Regions from separate parts of the Macaca mulatta genome. Here regions 2 and 3 are each linked to region 1. Evidence: chromatin contacts called from public Hi-C data. All regions are on one chromosome and are shown on one strand. Each heading gives the region's core, a stretch centred on a gene start, on an enhancer-like site or on the middle of the called end of the contact. The rest is flanking DNA. Distances are from core to core; before and after follow the strand shown.

Region 1 (3,586 bases), core at 200-2,699:
ATAAACAAACGCGGCAGCCATCTCAATAACAGCAAATCACTCGCTGCAGCGACCAAACTTTCTTCTCAAACAGAAGGTACCAGGCTGAGCAACTTAATATACACTCTATACGTTCCAGAAAGCCAAAACTTCTGGCCCCTGGGAACAAAGGCACTCCTTCTTCGGATTGCTGAAAACTTTTTGTCCCACCGCATTCTTACAACCTCTTCCAAAAAATCCAAAGTCCAGATGGTGGGGCGGGGAGGGGGGAGAGGGGAGACAGGGGGGTTGCAGTTCGATTATTTAGCCTCTCAATTATTATCCGCTTCGATATGAAGAGAGGAAGATTTAGGGTAACTTGGAGAAAAGTGAAAAACACTAAAAGATCATCTCTTTTCCAAGTCACAAAGTCCCATGAACTTTGTGACTCAGAGACACTTTTCGTGAAAATTACCTTTCGGCGCGACAGCGTCTCAGGGCAGCTTTTTCAAGGCTTCGCTTGACATGATTTCCTTGCCTTCATTAGTCACTTTGGATCCAGCTGAATTTCTCTCTCGGGTGAGAGCGGATGTGGACTGGCCTCCCGCAGAAGAGTAGGTGGCTTTGGTGGGGGTTGGGGTGCGGGCTGGCTTCCTGGTCTCTAGTTTTGCAGGAGTTTCCCAGCCCCAACTAGGATCTCCGCCGAAAAAAAAAAAAACTTTTCACTCGTGACACTGCCCGGAATTGCAGTGCGAAACTCACTTCCTGCCTTGGCGAGAAGCAGAATCCAGCTCCGTCCAGGGGAACCCGGAAAACCAGCTCAACGCGCACCGGGGAGGGGGAGGGGAAGGGACAGCCGCCGGGAGCCTCGGGCTCCGGGCAACCGGCGCGCCCCGCACACCGGACGGCAACGGCACCCGGCCGGCGGGGGCGAGGACACTGCCCGGGCGCTCGGCGAGCCTCGGCTGCGCTAGGCCGCCACCGCTTCCTCTCTGCCGCCCCCAGAGCCGGGCGGCAGGGTTATTGTCTCGATAGAGCTTGCCGCGCCCTTCGTCCGCGACGCCGCTGCCGCCGCCACCCGGAGCCGGAGCCGAGGAGTCGGGCAGGCTCAATGGCGGCCCCCTGCCCGGGCCGTCCGTCGGGCCGTCCGTCCTTCCGTCCGTCCCTCCCCGCTTTCCCTACTCGCCCTCGAACCCTCTTCTCCCTCTCCCGTTTTCCCGCCGCCGTCCCTCCGCTGCCCTGCTCGTTCTCCTTCCCCAGCGGCGGTGGCTCCCCGAGACGCGCAGGGGGCGGGAGCAGGCGGCAGCTCTGTCTTCTCACGAGCTTGCGGGGCCGCGGCAGGGGCCGAGGCTGCGTCCCGCGCCGCCGCGCCACATTCACTCGGGCGAGAGACCGCGAGGGGAGGGAGGATGGAGGGAGCGGAGAGAAAGGAGGAGGAATGGGGCAGGGGCGGAGGGGAGTTACTGCCTCACAAGCCGCGGCGGCAACAGCGCCACCGCCCCGGCCGCGACGGGTGAAGAGGCTGCGCGCCGCGGCTCCGCGGCGGGGGCGGGGGCGGGGCGGTCTCCCGCCGGCTTCGCCCCAACCGCCAACAGCCGGGCAGGAGGCCGGCGCGGGCCAGTCAGCGCGCGGGGGCGGTGCGGGCCGACGTCGGCGGCGGGGGGCGGTGGGCCGGGGGCTGTGGGAGGGGCAGCCGGCGGCCGTGGGTTCCCGTGAAAGGCGAGCCGTGAGGCCCGCTCCGGCCCAGGCTACCCGAGGCCTGTCTCCCGCCCGCTCCCCGACCCCGCACTCCCCCACTTCTGAGCCCCCCAAGGTGGGGAACGCTGGCGACGCCGACCCTGCTGTCTGCTAGCGGCCCCGCGCCCAGCCAGGGAGATAGCCCACAGGCCTCCGCCGCCCCGGCCGATGGAGTTTCTTTGTACGACAGTAATCGGTGCACAGGGGTTGTTGGAGTCCAGCCCTGATTTGAAGGCAGCAGGTATCTTGCAGCTGCAGCACTCCACCTTCCTCTAATGGCACGCTCAGGTCGCAGGAAACCACAGCGGCAGCGCGGCGCAGCTTCCCACGCCCGCCCTTCGAGCTTGTTCCCCAACGGCGCAGCTCAGCCTCCTCCAAGTCCCAGCCTGACACCGGCGGGGAGACAAAGCTGGCGCTGAGAGGGGAAAAAGGGCCCGCGAAATGGCCTCAAGATCGTGCCTTTGTTAGAGGAAACATGGGTACGCTCCGATGCGACGCAGGCTTCCAACCCCAGCGGTTGGGTGGTGGTGCAGTCGTTGAATTGCACTGGCCCTAATAATTCAGCCTGGCAGGGTTTGCGTTTATTGCGGAGAGAGACTCTTAAGCATTCTGTCAACACATATGGCAAATAGAAAGCCTCAACCATAACATTGTACAGTTTTTGCAGTTCTTGCTTTAAATATGTTCACAGAAAAGACGGCCTTGTTTTACCCAGAGAAGGAGCGTATTGCGGAGCAAACCATTCGCCACCCCCATTCTCTGCTGTACTTAACTGTGTACAGTGATGATAATTAGCCTGTGGGTCCCTGAAGTCTCTGGTTCAGTTCTTCCGTCTGTATTCCAGAGATAATTATTTATTACCAAGTTTGAATAAAGAGCTATATCCCCTACAGACTTTTTTTTTTTTTTTTTTTTGGCTTGCCAATGGAAAGAGTTCGTAAATTCCACCAAGTAATTATTTATCAAAATGAGTTGACGTTAGATACAAACACTTGAAATAACGCCGAAGATATTCAAGTTATTTTATTCAGATTGGGAGCATTTTTAACTACTTGAAGAACTGCTGGAATTAATACAGGTATTAGGTTATTTAGCATAGAGCAGAAGTTGAAGATTTACAGGTAGTACTGAAGTGTTCAGATATATTCAGTGCTGAATTAGAGGTAAGAGTATTCGCTGGAAGCTAGGAAATGACAGTAGCTATGCCAGTGTTACCAAGCTGGATATCTATTTTATGTGAAAATGAATCTTAACCATTGCATAAAAAGCTAAAGTTAACATATTGTACAAGCTATTTGTAATCATCGCTAGGAAGATTTCTTGCTCCATTTTCAAAAACCGCTTTGTGTCTGATCAGAACTCAGTGGCATAGCTCTGAACTGAAAGGGTCACTCTCCTAAGGCATCCCAGGATGGAATATCTCCCATACTAGTGGAAAACCAGCTAGATTCTGGGATTCCAGTGTTGCCTCTAATTTCAGGTTGATTCAAGACCCCTTTAAATGTGATGCCATAGATTCGAGTAAACCTAACCCTCCTCTCAAAACTTAAACAACTGATCAGGCCACTGCTTTAGGCTAAGACTTACCTTGGTCCTAACGTTTTTAAAATTTAAACTCATACTCAGGACCAAGCTGGCAGACTACCATCCACGCTAGAAAAGTACCTATAACTAAAAACCTTCCAACTCACCTGAAATTCTGCCATTAGAGTTTTATCCCTTTAAGCAGTTTTTTTCTCTAGCACAAAACCATAATCCTGGGAAAAGTAATATTTTAAGCCTTGTTAGTCATTTACACCTAATTCATCAGATTTTTTCCCCAAAACAGCTTTTGCTGGAAGGGAAAAATAGAGATAACATGTGCTGAGGCTGAGTTGATAGGAGAGGGAAA
Region 2 (3,770 bases), core at 439-2,938, 210 kb after region 1:
TGTAATAGGTACAGGATTTCAGTTTGGGATGATGACAAAGTTCTGGAGATGGACAGTGGTGTTGGCTGTACCTCTCAATTGCACACTTTAAATTGTACCCTTAAAAATTATTAAAATGGTAAATTTTGTTATATCTTACCACAATTTTAAAAACAAAACCCCACAATGTTACTCTTCTCACTGATGGGGGGGGGGGTGGTTTGGAAAATAGTTATTTTTCATTAAAATCATTATTTAGGCACGTAGCCTATTTATTACTGTTTTGTAAATTAACAAATACTTAAAATTTTTCCAGCTTTAATGTCTAATATGGTAAATATAAACATATATACCATACAAACAGAAGCTCTTAGGTCCACGGTAATTTTTGAAAGGTAAAGGGGCCCTGAGAATAAAAAGTTTGAGAATTGCTCTTATATGAAGATTTATTTCCTCTTCTCACACCTGCATTATGTGAAGATCTTCATTTCTTGGTATAACTTCATTTGACAGTTATATCGATTGCAGCCTGGAGACCAGCAAAAAACGACAGGCTGAAATATCACAGATCATCACATTAACTCTTTGTAATTACCACTGTCGCCTGCCTGCTCCCTAACTCTACGGACTGAGCAACAAAAAGCTCCATCCATTCAGAGGAGTGGCAATGTGCAAAAGGGAACTGTAGAAAGCTTAAATGCTGACATGTTACAAAGTAGTTTTGTTGATAGCTAGCAAGAAGCACACATTTTCTTTTTTCTGTTGAATCTTCATTTGGATTTACAGTCCTGGGCAGATTTGGAAACGGGGATGGTGGCGGCATTGTTTCCGAAAACCAGCGCATTCGTGCAAAGAATCTAATTCCCTCACCATCTTGCTACTGGTCTGTTGCAGTGGGGTGTGGTTAGAGGGCTAGGAAGCAATCCAAAACAGCAGCTCAGGCTGCCCAAGGCCGTGTACAAGCGATCATTTTCTCCATTTTGGGCCAGGTCAATTTGCACCAGCAAGAGGCAGAATGTTTGTTTCATGGGGAGGAGGAAAATAAAAAAGGAAGTTAGAGAGCATGGACGGAAATAAGCAACACCACCAAAGAGGTTTCATCTCAGGTGGATGTTAAACGATTGGAACGCTAATAATGGGCGCAAGGAGCAAACAAAATTGTTCTGAGTCCACAGCTGCGGCACTTTTAATGACAGGTGTGCAGTTCTGCATTGGGGTTGAAAGTGAAATGATTTTCTTATCCAAACTATTTGCATTCATTTTGGGCCGCGTCTGTGACCAGCCTCGCTGACTGCGGCTGAGGCAGTCCCAAACAAAGGGGAATGGACGTCCTCCCGAGGGAGCGGAGGCGGGAAAGGTGGCCCCAGGTGGCCGCGCCAGGTGTGCCCAGGGGTCCACTTTGCAAGCCGCGGGGAGGGTGCGTCCCAGGAGCGTAGGAGAGGCGCGGTCGGGAAGGGTTGGGTCCGGGCTCCAGGCACCACACGGCGAAAGACCCCGCCCTGCCCACGGCCAAGGTTAACCCGCGCGCTGGAGGTACCTGCGGAGGCTTCGCACAGCCAAAAGGCACCGGGCGATCATGGGAGCGCTGAGAGGCTGGCGGCGGTGGGCGCGTGGTCCTTCAGCGTGGCGCGACAAGGCGTGCGGCAGCGCCTCGGCGCCCGGGAGTCGCGAGCCGGCCTAGCCGCAGAGGCCACAGTGGCTGCCGGGCCAGCGCCCTCCCACGTGCGGCAGCTCCACGCCGGCGCCTACCAGCCCCGCCCCGCGCCGTGCCCCGCCCCAGCCCGCGCGTCCGGCCCCGCCCCAGGGGCGGTGCTGGCCAGACCCGGCCGCTGGAGCTAGAGCACAGCCGGGTGGGCTCTGGGGTTGGCGCCCTGGGGGCCGGGGAGGTTTGCGCCGCCTCGCCCAGTGCTGCGATCCCGAGCCAGGCTTCAGCCCCGAGGACTAGGGGTCGGGCGGGCCGGCCTACGGAACCCCGCGGGCCAGCAGCCGTCGTCTCGCGTCCTCCTGCTTGGTAAGGGGGCTTCTGTCTGGCGAGGGTGCGCCTCCCTCCGCCCCGGACCGAGGCCCGCACTGGCACTCGCTGCACACCGGGCAGGGCCGAGGCAAGGCCGGGTGCCGGAGGGAGGACGGGAGGGAGGGGGAGCTCGATGCGCTCTGGGGAGAGGAAGGGGGAGAAGCCTGGACGAGGCTGGGCATCTCTTTCCCTCTTTGCACCCCCTTTTCCCCCCTTTCTGTTTTTACCTTCTGCCCTGGGGCCTTATTTATTGCTTGTGACCCCGTGGCCTAGAGGCTGACATCGCCTTTAAAATAACTACACAAATCATAAACATTATAGCGGCGGGTACCACACCCTGGCTTTGAATTAGGGAACCTGGGGAACAGATGGATGATGCGATTTAGTGGAAATCAGCCATGAATGCCGGCTGGCCCTGCGCCACTGTTTGGATGCGATAGTATTCCATGTGAATGAACATGACCGGGAGCTTCCAGCTTGTCCACGAGAGCACAGCCTCTGCAGGGAGCGCCGGTCGACTTGTAGTATCCATCGACTTGGGCAGCGATTTCCTGACATGTCTGCTGATTAAATAGAAATGCCATTTTTATTAAGAACGACACTCACCAGTTGAACAACCTTTCGCGAATGTGTTTCCTCATCAAATAACTCTCAACCTACAAAAAGTAGGTAGTGTACATTATTAATACTTTTTTTAGGTCCCATGAAATAGAGGAAGATGCTTGGTTATAGATCAGCTTTTAGTCAGCAGTATGAAAGCCTCTCAACTTAGTACTGAGGCCTTTAGGGGATTTCGGTATGGTGAGATACTCAGTGACAGTCTAAGCTTATGCTGTACTTGTTTTGAAGACATTTTTACTTGTTCCAAGATTTAACATACTCTTATACCACTGGGTATTAATGAAAATATGTAATAAATTACCTTCACAATACTTTGTGCTCTCCTGACTCTTAAAAAAAAAAAAAAAAGATGAAAGGTCATACAGTTTTGTGTTTTGTTTTTACCTTTAATACAGTTTATAACCCGTATCATCTTTGTAATTTATGACTTTTCTGATTGATTCTTCAGAATAACTTAGTTCAGTGTTTTCATTTTTCTTATCAAGGAAAAGTGTTTAAGCTTCTAAAATGTCATCTATCAAGCACCTGGTTTATGCGGTTATTCGTTTCTTACGGGAACAAAGTCAGATGGACACTTACACCTCCGACGAACAAGAAAGTTTGGAAGGTATGCATCTGCTCTTTGTGTTCATTTATATCATAATTATAAACGAGGACTAAAATAGCTGTAAGCCCAGCTTGATGATCTATTGTAACAAAAATCAGAATTTTCTTTGATCTTTCAAGGAGAGGCCTGATTATAAGGTTATCGTATTTCCATTTTCTGAAGCTTGTTTTGTTTAACATCAAATTAAGAGGACTATTGTTTATTTATTGAACAAATACTATATGTAGAAAGTATGCTGTTCATATTATAGGCAATGTTTTCTTCACAGCAACTGTTATGTTAGTATTATCCCCATTTAACAAGTGAGAAAATGAAACCAGGGCCAGACTTGGTAGCTCATGCCTGTAATCCCAGCACTTTGGGAGGCTGAGGCTGGTGGATCATTTGAGGTCAGGAGTTCGAGACCAGGCTGGGCAACATGGCAAAACCCTGTCTCTACTAAAAATACAAAAAGTAGCCAGGTGTGGTGGCACTTGCCTGTAGTCCCAGCTACTCGGGAGGCTGAGACAGGAGAATGGCTTGAACCCAGAAGGCGGAGGCTGCAGTAAG
Region 3 (3,658 bases), core at 516-3,015, 230 kb before region 1:
GCACTTATGCAGTATTCTCGTCAAAAATGTACTACCTGAATCTCGTCATGAAGAAATATAAAGAGAGAGATATATATATGCACATATCTCTATATATCTCATCTATATAAACTCAGATTATGGGTCATTTTACAAGACAAAATGAACTACAGAACAAAATGTCAATGTCACGACTTTCAAATGTTTTAAAAGGTGACGGGACTGTACTAGATTAAAGGAGATAACTATTAATACATGGATTACTTGGCATATTCAAGGGAGACAGTATATCTAATTATATACTACATCAAAAACAGACAAAAAAGCATTATTAGAATAACTGGGGAAATTTTAATAATCAACTGTAGCCAAAAAAAGACAAAATGCTCGTGAAGGGAACATGGATGTTCAATGTATTACTCTTTCAACTTTTCTGTATGGATGAAATATTCCAAAACAAAAAGCAGACAAGAAAAACTTAAAAAGTAAAAAATAACCACACAACTTTGACATAGCTATGCAGCAGCACTGTTATAACCTAAGATAGAAAACTAAAGAAAAACAGGTCTAAATGCATCACTAGGAAATAAATCAATTTCTTTTTTAAAGAAAGAAATCTTGGGTAACAATTACCCCTTCCCTCAAAGGATTTTGATATAACGAACAAAAAACAGAGGATCTTAATACTGTAAGATCTACTATCAAAAAAAAAAAATGTTTATGTGTGCAAGAATGTGAACAACCTGCAAACCCCTTGCGAGTTTTCTAAATAGATAATATCGTACGAGGGAAATTTTACCATTCCAAAATACACCATCTGGGAAGTGGCCGCGAGCCGTGAATGCCAGCCAAGATCTGGATTTTAAATGTATACGGCAGGGATAACCCTGCACCGACTGACACTTTTTCTGAAAGCTCTGGGACAGTGTGACCTTTCAGGAGAAAAATTTAATCTGTTGCCAAAACGGCGAACAGACATATCTTTGGGAACATGGATGCGCTCGGTTAGATAAATCAAGATGCTAAGTTTTGTGTGACCGTCCTGGGAAACAAATACAGCCCCAGTTCCATCTTGTCATCAACAGCAGGCTTTCTCGTCAGCAAAACGGCCTGACACCAAGGCCTTAAAAACCGGACAGTGGCTCACGCGCGGTCTCCGCGATTTTCAGAGTGCAAAAACGCGATGAGGCGTTTGCCATAGGGCTGTTCCGGGCCCACCTGCGGCCATCTTAAGTTCGGGGGGAAATGAGGAGGAGGGGGCACGGAATTCGAAGACCCATGAGCTAACACAAGTCCCGGAGGCACGGAAAGGGCAACCATTCTAAATCCTTGGTAAGGGCTCCGTGCAGTAGTTAACCCCCCAAATCCGACTAGTAAGGAGAGCCGGACGGCGGAACCCGGTGCCGTAATCAAACATGGGCACTAAGGTAAGCCCGGGCGATCACGTGACACGCACCGCGCGCCCGCGTCCGCGCTCTCCCCCACGCCTCGGCTCCCGAGGTCTCTATGGCGCCCGCGCCCCTCCCCCAGCCGAGCACCAGCACTTACTCCGGGGGGTAGAGCCGCAGCTCCTCGATTTCTCCTAGGAAGGAAAAAAGCGTCCGCATCTGCTCACTGGTCACCGCCGACGACAGATTCGTCACCTGAATCACCGACGTGGGGGTGAGGCCGAAGCCTAAGCCCAAACCGAAGCCGCCGCCGCTGTTCATCCCGACCCCGCTGCCGCTGCCTTCCCGCTCCCCAACGTCTACGACGCGTCAGCGACGGAACCGGGAAAGCGGAGAACGCGCGGCCGCGAGCGCGCTCCCGCTGGCGAATTCACAGCGCCGGGCAGATCTAGCCGCCCATTTCACAACTCCCCTGCTCCCGGGGCTGCGCGCGCCAGCCGGAAGCGTCGCCCCGGCAACCCGGCGGGTCTCGCGGGGCTGCGGCTTCCTGCTCCCGGGTGCCTGGGGCTGTTGCTGCTGCTGGTTTCTCCGCGAGTGTTTTGTTTTTCGGTGTTTTTGTTTTCCCCAAAAGTCGATGCGAATCTTGTGCTCCTGTCTACCCGGTTCCTTCCGGTCTCGGACTGGGAAACCAAGCGGCCTGGCCTGCTGGTGCGGGACTGTAAAGGAGGAATGACTCTTGGGTAACACAGAAAAACACTTGACCAAACTATAGGGCATCCTTATCACATACAGGCAGCACCCCAACTCCAACTATTTAAAAAAATTGGCAAGCGTCCTAATTGTGAAAAAAACAAAATTTTACAAAATGTGTAGGTTCAGGTTGAATTAAGGAAAGAGGCAGTAAGATCAAGGTTTATAACCTGTATTTACTCGCTCTTTCCACAGGTATTGATGTTTATTGAGTGCTATGTCCCAGGCACTATGAGGCAAGGGCACGTAACAGACAGTTACAGACAGTTCACATAGAACTTGCAACCTAATGAGAGACAACAGTAGTGAGTCCAGGGCAGCTGCTCCCAAAATGCCCTCCGCAGATCCCTAAGGGTACCGAGACCTTTTCAGTGGGTTGGCAAGGTCAAAACGATTTTCATAATAATATTAAGAGTTTGTTGACCTTTTTCACTTTGTTGACATTTGCACTAGTAACGTGAAAGATTAAACTGCTGACACCTTAACAGCAATCAAGGCAGTGGCGCCAGTCTGTACTGGTAGTTGCATTTTGTATTCTTCACATCATACAACATTTCAGGTTTTAAAATATGCTAGTTTCACTTTAAAAATGTCCTTCATAAAGAACTAAAAATTATATATATATTTTCAAATCCATGCTTGCATACACGTCTTTTAAAGAATATGTGTGAAAAAATGGAAACTACTGCCGCTACATGCCCAAGTGAAATGGTTGTCTCCGAAAAAACACTAGTGTAGCTCTGAATTTTCACGGGAAAATACAAATTTTGTTACACATGTATCCACCAACTTAAGCTTGACAGCTTTCCAGTACTTAGAGACTTTTCTAGTAAGAGAAGCATGATATTAACAATTTATTTTTGACATTATATAATGAAATATGTCAACATTTTTGTGATTTTTACAACTTAGTGGACACCTATTATTCAAATGGCCAGTGGGTGCCGTTACAAAGGCAAAAAGATTCTGGTATGTGCAAGATAGACTGTTGGATTTCAGTACTTAATTGAAGTGGTTTCAGATTCAGTCCACACTGCAATGCAGGCTAAGAAACTACCACATGTAAGTTTGGTACAGTGTCAAAGAATAATATCTAGAACTACTTGGAAAGGCTATAAAATAGTTTTCCTTTTTCCAACACCTTATCTTTATGAGATCAGATTTCCCCCATATATTTCAACCAAAACATATCACAACAGATTGAATACACAAAAAACTCACGATCACAAAGAAGGAAACGTCAGACACTGGTCTACTTGAGGGTGGAGGGTGGGAGGAGGGAGAGGAGCAGAAAGTTATTGAGCACTGGGCTTAATACCTGGATGATGAAATAATCTGTACAACAAACCCCATGACATGAATTTACCTATGTAACAAACCTTCACATGTACCCCTGGATCTACAATAAAAGTTAAAAAAAATAAAGAATACATACATAGGAGAATTCAGCTGTCTTCTATTAAACCAGACATTAAAAAGTTTTGAAAAATGTAAAACAATGCCACTCTTCTCACCAATGTTTTGGGAAAATATTTTATCAT

The links. Hi-C and Micro-C count contacts between places; a contact is called where the count stands out from the background.
Region 2: a contact with region 1 is called in a Hi-C map of fetal cortex germinal zone, with 2.9 times the contacts expected there. The contact joins the promoter of NLN here to the promoter of ERBIN in region 1. A contact is called at or near these places in 2 of 14 Hi-C or Micro-C datasets (fetal cortex germinal zone and fetal cortical plate).
Region 3: a contact with region 1 is called in a Hi-C map of fetal cortical plate, with 4 times the contacts expected there. The contact joins the promoter of SREK1 here to the promoter of ERBIN in region 1. A contact is called at or near these places in 3 of 14 Hi-C or Micro-C datasets (CD4 T cells, fetal cortex germinal zone and fetal cortical plate).

What each region holds. Positions count from the first base shown.
Region 1 is chr6:74,026,107-74,029,692 of T2T-MMU8v2.0, reverse strand. ERBIN (erbb2 interacting protein) reads right to left here and starts at 1,449. Exons shown (of 26, transcript XM_078004796.1): 1 at 434-1,449.
Region 2 is chr6:73,815,303-73,819,072 of T2T-MMU8v2.0, reverse strand. NLN (neurolysin) reads right to left here and starts at 1,688. Exons shown (of 14, transcript XM_078004772.1): 1 at 1,517-1,688. It overlaps SGTB (small glutamine rich tetratricopeptide repeat co-chaperone beta), which reads left to right and starts at 1,798. Exons shown (of 11, transcript XM_015140127.3): 1 at 1,798-1,990; 2 at 3,100-3,221. The coding sequence starts at 3,122.
Region 3 is chr6:74,257,738-74,261,395 of T2T-MMU8v2.0, reverse strand. SREK1 (splicing regulatory glutamic acid and lysine rich protein 1) reads right to left here and starts at 1,765. Exons shown (of 12, transcript XM_015140151.3): 1 at 1,528-1,765. The coding sequence starts at 1,688.